4 separate regions of the Mus musculus genome follow, and regions 2, 3 and 4 are each linked to region 1. The links are chromatin contacts, called in public ChIA-PET and HiChIP or PLAC-seq maps. All regions are on one chromosome and are shown on one strand. The core of a region is the stretch at or near the end of the contact, and the rest is flanking DNA. Distances in the headings are between cores, read along the strand shown.

Evidence for each region. ChIA-PET counts read pairs in DNA pulled down with a chosen protein or histone mark. HiChIP or PLAC-seq counts read pairs in DNA pulled down with a chosen protein or histone mark.
Region 2: a FOXA1 HiChIP or PLAC-seq map of pancreatic cancer cells shows a contact between it and region 1. The contact joins two enhancer-like sites. A contact is called at or near these places in 6 of 484 Hi-C or Micro-C datasets (CD4 T cells, embryonic fibroblasts, myocytes and 3 more) and 2 of 115 datasets of contacts at active chromatin or transcription factors (fibro-adipogenic progenitors and pancreatic cancer cells).
Region 3: a contact with region 1 is called in an RNA polymerase II ChIA-PET map of memory CD8 T cells, with 203 read pairs. The contact joins two enhancer-like sites. A contact is called at or near these places in 2 of 484 Hi-C or Micro-C datasets (CD4 T cells and CD8 T cells), 3 of 115 datasets of contacts at active chromatin or transcription factors (effector CD8 T cells, memory CD8 T cells and pancreatic cancer cells) and 1 of 9 other capture datasets (embryonic stem cells).
Region 4: a contact with region 1 is called in an RNA polymerase II ChIA-PET map of memory CD8 T cells, with 164 read pairs. The contact joins two enhancer-like sites. A contact is called at or near these places in 8 of 39 promoter capture datasets (the 3T3-L1 cell line, 3T3-L1-derived adipocytes, the HPC-7 cell line and 4 more), 4 of 484 Hi-C or Micro-C datasets (CD8 T cells, granulosa cells and uterus), 2 of 115 datasets of contacts at active chromatin or transcription factors (effector CD8 T cells and memory CD8 T cells) and 1 of 9 other capture datasets (embryonic stem cells).

Annotation. Positions count from the first base shown.
Region 1 is chr10:98,682,925-98,686,036 of GRCm38.p6, forward strand. No RefSeq gene overlaps it. Among named protein-coding and RNA genes, the nearest start is that of Gm40750, 120 kb to the right of the region's middle. Within about 2 kb of position 1,402, at least 156 of the 459 cell types and tissues checked have an H3K27ac peak or open chromatin away from gene starts, as enhancers often do. A contact at or near this core is called in CD8 T cells, effector CD8 T cells, memory CD8 T cells and 1 more, where this site is marked.
Region 2 is chr10:98,507,053-98,510,150 of GRCm38.p6, forward strand. No RefSeq gene overlaps it. Among named protein-coding and RNA genes, the nearest start is that of Gm34297, 29 kb to the right of the region's middle. Within about 2 kb of position 1,624, at least 61 of the 459 cell types and tissues checked have an H3K27ac peak or open chromatin away from gene starts, as enhancers often do. A contact at or near this core is called in pancreatic cancer cells, where this site is marked.
Region 3 is chr10:98,876,450-98,879,413 of GRCm38.p6, forward strand. All of the region lies in intron 2 of Gm34346 (a long non-coding RNA gene), which reads right to left. Among named protein-coding and RNA genes, the nearest start is that of Gm34346, 4.8 kb to the right of the region's middle. Within about 2 kb of position 1,647, at least 49 of the 459 cell types and tissues checked have an H3K27ac peak or open chromatin away from gene starts, as enhancers often do. A contact at or near this core is called in CD8 T cells, effector CD8 T cells and memory CD8 T cells, where this site is marked.
Region 4 is chr10:98,896,182-98,899,317 of GRCm38.p6, forward strand. No RefSeq gene overlaps it. Among named protein-coding and RNA genes, the nearest start is that of Gm34346, 15 kb to the left of the region's middle. Within about 2 kb of position 1,575, at least 62 of the 459 cell types and tissues checked have an H3K27ac peak or open chromatin away from gene starts, as enhancers often do. A contact at or near this core is called in CD8 T cells, effector CD8 T cells and memory CD8 T cells, where this site is marked.

The DNA of each region.
Region 1 (3,112 bases), core at 152-2,651:
GAGTTAGATGTGAGATTACACTTTCCATGGTCTGCTGAGGTTTTATGTGAAAATGTGATCGTGTGACCAGTGCCGGCTAAGGTAAAGTGAACGACACTCTGGACCAATGCTTTCTTAGCTTGAGTTGTGCTTGCCTTCCTTCTAATCTCTTGCTATTAGAACCCCTGAAACCTGGATATTTAATGCCATCATCACAAGGCAGTAATCCCTATGTGATGGTACAAAGCGAAGCACTTTAGGGGACCAGGAATGTAAAAGAAAGTTTAAGGTGGTTACTACAGCCTAATCTAGACTATAATGTCACATACAAAAGAGTGAAGAACATTGCCCAGCCCAACATCATAAAAATGATGGCACTATAACTCATTTAACATGCATTCCTTAAGCTCTTGCAATGAAAACTAGGATCTAAGGTGGGAGGATGGAGAAAGGAGAATTCTGTTGACTACAAAGAGCTCATTGTTAAACTGAAAAGGGAGAGAAAGTAATAATTTTATGAACACTTAATATGGAATAGAAGATTTGAAGGATCTTTGTCTAACCAGTATGCAGGTAAAACTTAGGAAACTGGTCCTGCCCGGTTCTTAATGTCGTCACTTCAAAAATTAACATGACCTATTTGCATGACTGTGTGTGCCTAGGCAACCTCTTAAAATGGAACGAAAACTTGATTTCTCTCTTTTAAAATACTGGATTGTGATTGATAGCCAAAAGTGGGCGTGTCTATGTACTCCAAATTCTTGGCAAAAACAACCTCCCAGGCAGTAGCTAGTGACAGACCTCTGGCCTTGCTGCTACAAGTTAGAAACAATGGAAAAGGAACCACTTCCCTGAAGCCCAGACTCCTGAAATGTCAGCCATTCTACAGATGTCTCTTTAGGTACAACGGGTCAGGAATTGAACTAGGTTCCTGGGTTGGACCAGTGAACAGAGCATGCTCCTAACCTCATTCCACAAGCCAACAGATACGGAGTACTACTGCTATTTGTTGCACAATTGCAAGTATTTAAAGAGCTATCAAAGAGATTTCTCTGGACCAAGCTGCGGATGGACCACTACCGGTCTTTGTATGGCGATACTGAGATTAATTAACTAAATTGAATTCAGATGAACCTAGAAGACAAAATGAAGATTACCTTTAAAGGGGACTGTGAATTAAACAGAAGTCCCTAGGATAAAATCAGTTCTCCATAAATCCTAGCTATTCAACAGTGGCATGGAAATGTTTGCTTGTGGGATAAAAAACAGCCCTCCGTGCTGAGGGAGGGGACCGGCTGTTTTTACCATATACTAGTTCTTGCTTTACCCGAGTCACTTCTCTATAAATATGAAAACACTGTGCTGGCGCTTCACAGTTGTGTTTTTATGTTTCCTCTGACATCTCTCGAGTCAGCCGTAGGGGGAAGCCCCTTCCTTCCTGCCTGCTTTGTTTTGGTTTTGTGTTTCATACCTTTCCTGGCAACAGGGTCAGTGTAGTTCTCTGGTTACCATAGAATCCAGCTTGCCCTCCTAAGCGAATGTCCCAGGGAAATCAGCAAAGTACAGGAAGAGACACACTAAAAGTCCCTCACGCTCGCCCGCCCGGATTGAGTCAACGGGCACATTCCATTCACACTCGTCCAAAGGGCTTCTAGGTGGGGTCCAAGCTAATATGAGTGGCAGCTTCCAAGTTTTATTGCTTCAAATTCCATGATCTGTCAAATTGGTTTTTTATCTTTCTTTGCAAGATTGTAAGCAGTTTAAATGAGTCTCTTTATTTTACTATTCTTTCATTTGCTGACTAACTCCTTTATTGCTTCTTAAATGAACTCTGTGGCACTTTTAACTTATTCCCCAGCAAAAGGGAATTGGAAAAACGTTCTTGGAGAAAATGGTAAATAGAATACAGAGTAAGAGCGAAAAACAGACTCCATTAAGAGTGAGCATCGATGGGGAGAATGAAAACCTGAGCAGATATTCAGCAACGAGCCATCAAGAGCTGAGATTAAAGCAATGCAGATTGCACGTGCAAAAAAACATGCATTTCTAGAGACGGGAAAAAAACTCGCACTTTCTCAGACCATATTTTGTATAATCCACTAATAACCTTCCAAAGAAACTTTTTTTTGTTATTCTTATATTTTGAATGGCGAAATAGAAATGAAAGGGGTCACAAAACCAGAAAGCACTTTTTACAGGGCTCCAAATCCCTCAAGAAAAAAAAAATAATAACATTTTTTGTTATTTCACTGCCTTATGAAATCAATTAGAACTTGATAGCCTCTCGGGGAGATTAAATTTTTTTAAAAATACAAAAGAAAGGACAATGGGGTCACAATGGGGACACGGCACAAATGCAAAGTTACAAAGAGACAGAAGCACATGGAAAAAACAAAACAAAAAAAAAAAAAAACAAGATTCTTTGTTCCATTTTCCGTGCAGAGGATGGTGCCCTGACATTCAGGGAACCAGCTCTGTGCTTTCTCTTGGTGAAGAAAACATAAAGTTCCCTGGAACAGGCCTGGGGTTAGTAGACACTGTGTCCTGCTACAATAGCAATAGCCATCGATAAACAACCACTCACAACTTTCTGTCTTGGTTAAGCTGTTATCTTCGTCTGTAAAAGGCAACGTGGGCTTTTTTTGCGGTGCTTTTAAAAGAAAACAGTCTGCCTTTGATGGAATGTCATCTTTAAACTTTGCTTAGGAGTGTGAAGGCATTCTGTCAATATCTTGGAAACGAAATCTCTGAGAAGCAGGTTTCTGGCCCTAAGTTACATTATTTACCATTGACTTTTTTTTTTCTTGTCTACAAAGCAAGTGGGGATTGCAAGTAAGTTCCCTTTCAAAGAATTTCAGAGCTTTTCATCACTAACATCTGAGTATATGACTTAGGAAAATGCAGAACTGCAACACTTGTATAAATTATTTAATGGGAAAGTGCCAATCACTAAAGCATGTCATTCAGTAAAGCACAAGATCACGAATTTTCTAGGTCATATACTGGCCTTATGACTGCAGGGAGGTCGCCCAGTTAACAAAGTGCTTTCTTAGCAAGCCCAAGGTCCTGGGCTCAGTCCTTAGTACCATACAATTAATTAATTATCTATTTTCATTTTCATTTTAAAAATTAA
Region 2 (3,098 bases), core at 374-2,873, 180 kb before region 1:
CCAGCTACCATCTCAAATAAGTAGGGCTTTTTTGAGAAAATGAATATTTCTGATTATGTGGGTTTTGTCATGATTCTAGTTTTAGGTAATATTTTATCTGAGCAGGGCCCCAACCAAACATAAAAATTAAACACATTTCACTTTCAGCATGGAGTCGACTAGAATTGACTCCTGAAATTAGTTATTTGAGAAGCACTTTATATTTTTATTATCTAAATTGTAGAAATAATGGTAAAGTTTCCAATGAACTGTCTCAAAAATATGCACAAGGGACTTCAAAGGTAAAATTACACTGAAGAGTTTGTGTCTTGCCAAGGAATAGTGTTCTATAGAGCAATGCTCTCATCTAATGTGTATAAAGATATAATTAAGACAACATAGTAACCCCCTCTCGTACTTTCGTGAGTTGTACTCTATCTTGTCAGAGGAAAGACAGCTAAACACATTGTCCTAACATGGTATAATGTCCTGTGGAAGATGAACACATGCAGTGTTAGAGTGTTTAGATTTAAGCTTTCATTTCATTGTGAGATGCCCTCACTCTGTAAGCCTTTGCTGGCCTCAGGAGCTTTTAGCGAGTGTATGTGCTTGTGAGTGTTTACTTTAGACATTAAAAAAAGAGTCTTTTATAAATCTCATTACAACTTTCTTTCTCCTACTCCTCCTATGTTCAACCTCCTTTCTTAATTCACAACTTCTTGTTCTTTAACCATTGTTAATACACACACACACACACACACACACACACACACACACACACACACACACACTGATGAGTCCGTGCAGTGTTCCTTGCATGGATATGTGTCTTGAGCTGACCACTTTATTGGATAACATTCACTATGACGGGAAAATATCTATGAGATCTCAACAACATGATTGCCTAAACAGGACCTGAACATTTCAACAAGAGTCGGCATCCTTGCGTAGATGGGAGAAACCTCACAGGGGCCATCTCTATAGAAAAAGCTATAGACAACAAACAATTTGAGGGAGGAAAGAGAGGAAAACAGAGACAGACAGGAGGGAGAGAGAGAGAGAGAGAGAGAGAGAGAGAGAGAGAGAGAGAGAATATTAAGCTTTGTAGATATTAAGGGAATTTTTTTTTTGCTCTCACTACTTGAGACCACAAAAACATGCTTTCTCATCTTAATAAAGTTAATAGAAAAAAAATGGCAATAGTACTGGTTGCTGGTCCCTTTGTTTCTTTAAGTAAATTAAATACAAAACACCTGTATTCAATGCAGGTGCCTAACAGAGTTTTAGAGAGGAAATAATTAAGGCCATTTTCCTCCTTACCAAATCAGTATCCCAAAAAAGAAATCCCAAGGGAGGACTAGTGTAAACACACGTAATCCAACACTCAAGGAGGGGGCTTGCGTTTCTGTCAAAGCACACAGCGACTTGCATTCAGACTTCAAGTACACAAACTCAGGGTGCCTCAGTTGAAGGATGCTGATAAAAACATCTTCTGTGAGTCATCCCAGTATGCAGTGTAAAAAAAAAAAAAAAAAAATGTTGAGGTCTTTCCTCAAAGTGTGAAAGGATATGGGAGCTATTCTCCCACCCACTGGGTGGGGTGGAGTGGCTGGATGTGTCACTGGGTGTGACTGCATGATGACACACCATGATGAAAATCCCAGTGGTGAAATTTCACTGTGCATCAGGACACAAGATTAGACCCCATTCCCCACCCCGTTCACATTCCAGCACAGAAATGAAAGGAAGCGGTAGAATGCAAAAGTGGGTGTACTGTCAGGGAGTCATTTTCAGCCCTTTGAGTTCATGAAGAGGTCTGGAAGACAGATGTATGTGAAAGGAATCATCCATCGCAGCCTCTCTCGCTCTTATCTGGAATGAAGAGACAGCTTTGTCATGCAGCTACCCAAGGCTAATCCTCTCCACTCCCTGCAATCTCCTCAGTCTACTGCCTGAGGACCTTTGAAGCCAGGATTTAAACCCCTAAAATTAGAAGCAGGATTATACTGGTTGCAGACTGCTGAAAAGCTTACCACTTCCTGGAAAGAGCAGGGAATGATGTCTGATTGTCTGTGGAGGGATAAACGGAGAGAGGGAATGTCAATTTTAAGAGAAATAGTGAAGGCCAACTTATCAGGTTCTCAATAAATCTGACTAGTCTTTTTCTGACACTCAGACATACTCATAAGATATATTTTCATACATAGAAACGTTACCCAATTGACTTGAGTGTTTGTTTATAAAATGCCCTATTCTCTTACAATTGATCCCTTCCTCCCTCACCCTCTCAAGTGCTTTCAGTATAGCTGGGTCAGCAACATAGTGCATTACAGTTTATCAGTGGTTTCTCCTTATGACTGCACAGCTATCGGGAGATGAAGTTCCCTGTCACCATCTATCAAGAGATATAGTACTCTAAGAGAGTGTAGTACTATATATTGCTAGCTCAAGTAAAGATCAAAATTCAAGGCATTCTTTTTAACAAATGCATATTACCTCCTACCCTCATGGAGTTGAAAGACAACATGACAAACCATTGGAAATCAGGCACCATCTGTATCCATTTTCATAAATCAAGGCCACCTATATTAGCACAGAGTAAAAATTAATAAATGTATCTTGGTAATTACATTTGATGCTATATTTAGACTATATAATGAATGAAATTCTTGTAAGTACCTGGAGCATAAGGACTATAAGATGACTTATTTCCATACCCCTTCCCATTGCATCATAATGAGGTCAACTGTGTCCATATGATTCCCTTTGGCCAACGAATGCGTATTATGAGAGTCATTTCCAAGCAGAAGGTTTATTAAACACTCTGAATGCTTCCATAAGCTCCTTTGTTTCACTTCTACTTAACGGTAATATTCTGGATATAAAAAGAATCACCAAGTGTGGCCAATAATGACAAGGGAACCTAAAGACCCTAGCCAATCATTGAGAAACCTTACGTGTGTAAGGGTATGACATTCCTCATTGCACTATAACCTAGCCAACCCAAACTAATTCGTACTAAGCAACGTTTCTTGTGATTTTTCAAGAGACCCCGATTTCCCAGTCACAGCTTTTAAGAAGCTTTATTTCCATTAAGTGAACGCCTTCGAAGCAGTTTT
Region 3 (2,964 bases), core at 397-2,896, 190 kb after region 1:
GCCCGAAGCAGATTGTCAATATACAGCCAGATTATCCTTATACCCAAGGTCTTTCTGCCTCAGCCTCCTGAATGCCAAAATTAGACATGTACCACTGAGCTCTTGTTTTAACTTCAAAACACTAAGTAAATTCTCAAAACTTATAATCAAAACATCTGAATCATAAATCCATTAAACATTTTGGATATAATAAAATAGTAAATTTTCAATTCTAAATGTTATTTTTCAGCATAAAATAAAATGTCATTTTAAAACTAAAATTCATTTTAATTACTCTTAAAATTACATTCATATTAGACAACCACATATTTAGTTTTTACTTATATATTTACCACATGCTATCATATTTAATGTTGAAAATAAGATTTTACTAACAGCTGGACTTTTATTATTTTAAAGTTGAAACCACCTTTAAAAATCATTTGATGTAAGCCTTAACATCCAGCATAGAGTCACTAAATTTTAATTTCAGAAGTGACCTCTATGGAGCATAAGGGTCACTGTTTTCAAGATGTTTTGCTATTTAAATACATGCTTCATGTTGCGTTAGTTTAATACATAGAAGAAATAATGTTTACAGGCAATTAGGATTATAAAACTCCTGGTTAATATTAAGTAGGTTTTAGAAGGATCTTCAAACCTCACCTACCCTGTGTGATATACTCTATGTCAAGCCGCGGAAGGATTGTAGGGATTAAACTAGTGTCCTTTACCCGGAAAAACAAGGCAGACACAGGGTCAAGTACATCTCTGAGAAAGGGCTCATCTCCTTCCTAACCCTTGAAACACTCTGACAAGCAATGCTGTGGAATGTACTGAGGGAGACCGTCTCCTATCCTTCCGCACCACTTTATTCTCTAAACTTTGTGCAAAGAGTTGAATTGAAAGTTTATCAGATCACAAAACGACACCTTTCAATGTAAAAACTATATCATATTCTATAGCATTATTATAATTTTGGGTTATAAATTATTTAGACAGAACTGTTAAGAGTACATTTGGAGGTTGTAGGATTTTTTTTAAAAAGACTATTTTGTAAATACACTGCACTGGGTGTGGGGAGGGGGAACTATTTCTTTAAATAATAAAGTGAGTGGCCAGAGATGTCTCAACAGGCAAAGATGCCACCAAACCTGACCAACTGACCATGATCTTCTGATGTCCATACATACACACATATACTGACTCTCTCTATCTCTCTCTGTGTCTGTTTGTCTGCCTGTCTGTTTCTCTCTCTCTCTTCTCTCTCTCTCTCTCTCTCTCTCTCTCTCTCTCTCTCTCTCTCTGTGTGTGTGTGTATCATTGCCAGGGTTCACTTTTTAAATTTTATTTCTTTTTCACATTTATTGGTGTGTGTGTGTGTGTGAGAGAGAGAGAGAGAGCATATGTTGTTATTTGTTTATTTGGGTTTTTTGTTTTTCATAGGGTCTTATCTTGTAGCTCAGGCTAGCCTGGAACTTTTTATGTAATCCTGGGTTGACCTCAAATTTGCAATCATCTTGCCTCTGCCTCCCCAGTTCTGGTTTACAGGGTGTTCCACTACGCCCAGTTGTTTGTCATCGTTACCATAGAAACTAGATGACTGGCGAGTTAAGTAGACACCTTCTCAGAGGTCCTCACCCTAATTTCCATACCCTGGCAGCATGACTTTTGTACATAACATGTATCTGCTGAGCATCAACAACTGCCTATGTGAAACCAGAGTTCAGATATGTGGTTAGACACTACCAGGAAAGAGAGAGAGAGAGAGAGAGAGAGAGAGAGAGAGAGAGAGAGCTTTCCATTTTTCAGCTTTAGTAAAAGAATGTATGTAGCTGGCAGAACAATGCTTTTTTTTTTTAAAAAAAAACAGGGTACAGCTGGGATGCTGACAATTACTGGAGAAAAATACTGTGATAACTCTTAAAATATATTATTTTTTTCCAAAACTATGTATTTTCTGATGTGAAGAGCTGAGCTGGGACCATATATGTCATAACTAAAAGTTACTTCCTAAAAAGAAAAAAAAAAAAAAAGAAAATCAAAGTGAAAAACTGCTTCCAACTTCCTCAAGTCCTTGTTCTACCAAGAAAAGCCAGCAGGACAATTGTGCCAGAAGAAAACAATGTTAAGAACTGGTCGATTAGAAGAGATAGATGAAAGAGTAAAAAACTTGGAGAAAATTTTTAAACATACATTTAGTGCCTTTGATGAAAGATCAGGGAATGAGAGGGGAGGGAAAGGGAGCAAAAAGGAGAGAAAACGGTGCTAAAGAGGTTGTGTTGGTTTAATCCTTTTGTTCTTCCCCTAAAAACACTTTTAAAAACAGAAAGAAAGAAAAGCTAAGCTATGGAAACTGTCTCCACCCAAAGTGACAGAATTGAAACTCACTGTCACCAGAGTAGCAGATTTGCTTCACCATTACATGCCCTGCCTAGCACTGGTGGACCCTGGCATCACCTGAGCCATTCCTTCACCTGCATCTAACTCCATAGTTGGCTTCCTGCATCTTTTACAACTGCAGAGTCCCAGGGGTGTAAGATCCTGGCACAACAGAAACAAGGAGAGATAATGGGGATTTGGCACCCACCGCTGAAGTAACAAATCCAGGTAAAGATCCTCCCTGGATGCTGATGTTTTAGGCTCAGAAACACTCCACAAAACACATTAACCTAAGATGAGAAAGTGTGGTCCCACAATGAAGAATCTTGAACTTCTCGCCTTGATGAAGTTAAATGTTCAGTCCCTCAACACAGGACCATAACCTGACATTCACCTGTGTGCTATTACTGCCCAAAACACTGAAAAGACTTTAACCTAAATCTAATTCTGAAGAAGCAATCAAACAAACAGAATTTAGGACTCTCTCTATGACAAGTGACCCGGACTTTTCAAAAACAGTATCCTTTTTCAAAATGGAAAATAGCTCTATTCAAAGAGATGGAAGATACTGTACTCAAATATCACACAGTATTCTAGATCAGT
Region 4 (3,136 bases), core at 325-2,824, 210 kb after region 1:
AGTGTTGGTTCCTTTTTCAGATCTGTAACTAGGGCCCTACTTCCAGGGAAAATCAATTGCACCATGCGTCACAATTTTTCATGAGGATTTCTCATGACACAATTAAATATTTATATTGAAAGGAAAAGAAAGTGCTACAGTAACATAGATTTATCTGTCTCTCGACCAGTTTAGTTGCTATCCAACCTAGTGTGAACAATGGAACAAATTCTTTAAACAAAATCAAGGTTACCACTAGTAAATTAATAATAGGAAACTGTCAACACAATTTTTCATTGATTATAGAAGTGGCTTTATAAGTCACGTTCATTTTACTTAAAACTGAAATCGGAATGATCTATAATATAACATTAGAAAGGAAAACAAAGGAGAGTCTAATTCCAAGTTCTAAGTATCACAGGGGAGGGGCCATGGTACCAATAAGATAACTGGCATTTCTAGCCTTCACAATGTTACCAGTGTTAGTAGCATGAATATTTTTACCACCAATAGGGTTTAATCAGATGGTTTGAGAGAGTTCTATTGAGACAGAGTGTCTCAATGTGTAGCCTAGACTAACCTCTAACTCATAGTGATCCTCCTGCCTCCATCTCATCCTGGGATTACAAGTATGAGCCACCAAGCCCAGTTCTTTTTTTTTTTTTTTTTAAATTAGGTATTTAGCTCATTTACATTTCCAATGCTATACCAAAAGTCCCCCATATCCACCCACCCCCACTCCCCTACCCACCCACTCCCCCTTTTTGGCCCTGGCATTCCCCTGTACTGGAGCATATAAAGTTTGCGTGTCCAATGGGCCTCTCTTTGCAGTGATGGCCGACTAGGCCATCTTTTGATACATATGCAGCTAGAGTCAAGAGCTCCAGGGTACTGGTTAGTTCATAATGTTGTTCCACCTATAGGGTTGCAGATCCCTTTAGCTCCTTGGGTACTTTCTCTAGCTCCTCCACTGGGAGCCCTGCCAAGCCCAGTTCTTACACCACTACTTTAAATCTTTCACTAGCTAATTCCCCATCAAGTAACAAAGAACATCAACTGTATTTACCTACTATGATCAAGTTCTGTGCTGTCAGAGTAGAGAGATAGAGTTAAGACGCGGCAATCCAAGATTCCAAACTGTAAGCGGGCCTGTTGACAAGGGAGGTAGACCACCTTACACAAGCACCAAGGAAGAATCCAGCCATGCTCAAGAAAAACAAAACATAAAGTAGTCAGAAAGCAAGGGCAAGAGGGTTCAGAATAAAGGCTTAGACACAATAGATATGCAACAAACACAATAGAAGAAAACTTTCTTGACATCTAAAAATGTTCTCTTTGTCAGGTCCATATTTTAAACTCAGAACATTTCCCTAGCATATACTTTACCGTGGCCTAAATTACCAAGCTACAGCTTTGAGTATTAAAGTGGAGCATCTCTAAAGCCATAGATGTGAGAATCAGAGTAGTAAATGAGAAACGGACACAAACAGACCGGTGATTTTAATCTTCGTGGAATTGGTGAGGTTGTGGTTTTTACAAATGAGAAGCGCACCGGAAGTTGGGTTGTGAATGAAACGCTCTAACAGGAACAACTTGACTTTGAAAAACCAATCTCTAAGGGTGAGACTAGACTGCTGACCCAGAGCAACAAGAGAAGTGACTGTAATTATGATATTAAACCAGGCCTTTTATGGCCGATAACTTAAAAGGAATCACAAATCTCTTAATTATATAATAAATGCATTTCTAAAAGCCTCCTAAGAGTTAGCAGTGGAGACCAATTAAAGCAATAATAGTTTACTCTCTGCTCATTAGGTTGCTATCAGCAAGCTTGGCAGCCAAACAAGGAAGCAACAACAGAGGAAAATGGACTTTTGTCCACATAGAGTATTAAAAGTCTGGGCATCTCTGCAGTCATGGAAAACTTTACAAATTATTACATGAGATGCCTGCAATTAGTGCATGCACTACGTGAACTATAGTGGAAAATGACATGGGGGGGAAAAGTCCGAAAGTCACATGTCTTTCAATGTCCTGAGTCACCATCACCACCACAATAATGTGAACTGGGCAATTGCTACACATCCCTTTTTAGGAGGAGGAACCAAACAGACAAGAGAAATGTTTGCACAATGAAAAGTCATTCCATGGTAACATAAGAATTGAGCTATTTTGGAACGAAAGAATTAAACACATCAGTGGAGTAAGTTCCTAAATGTTCTATTATTTGAGACCCACCAGAGGAGTGACTGCTTGCTAATTAAAACTATGTCCCTCACTAGTTGGATCCCTAGAATTCATACTGTCAACTATCCTTCAACTGTATAGCATGAGAAGGAGACTCAAGATCTCTGCAGAAATGAGGCTGGGATGAAGCAACAGGAAGAAGGAGCCTGGGTTGCAGGAAAGTACCTGCTCTTTAAAACAACACCAGCAGCAAGGAAGAAACAGAACACCTCCAGAAATAAACCTCTTGAATGTTGACCAAGAACTTGCCCAAACCGAAAGAGAGCTTGGAGTTTTCAATCATTTCATCTTACTGCACAGGCCCTTTGGGGGCTCCACTATTTTTATTTGCTGCTGATGGAGTCGCACCTTGTGTTTCTCCTACAAAGACTTTGTCTCTTTTTGGAAAATGGTTTTGCCATTGGGCTCCTTCCTAGATCAATACGTTCTAGTTGTCTGGATTAATGGCAATTGATTAAATGTGACAATTTTAGCTTCAGTAGATATTTAATGCCAAATCCAAAATATGTTTTTACCCATATCTGTAGAGTTAAGTCGGTTACAGTGTTTATAGGAACCATGTGCATATACAATAGAAAGTTTTATATGTATAAAATTTTCAGTGTGTGTGTGTGTGTGTGTGTGTGTTATACATTGCTCAAGCATTTGTCCTAAACGGGAGTTCTCTATTTTCTATTCTTTTATCTTACCCCCTAAGTTGTTAGCCTCTCTTATGTGTTTGTATTCCTCTTATATATTTAAATATATCATTTTTTAACTCTCTTACTATTCTATCTCATTTCTCTTTTTTATTCTTCCCCATACACCACTCAGGATTATCAACAAGGATATACATACACACAATTACATACATACATACATACATATTTAATCTTTAACGTATTTTATTTGCTTCAGATGTTTCAACTGG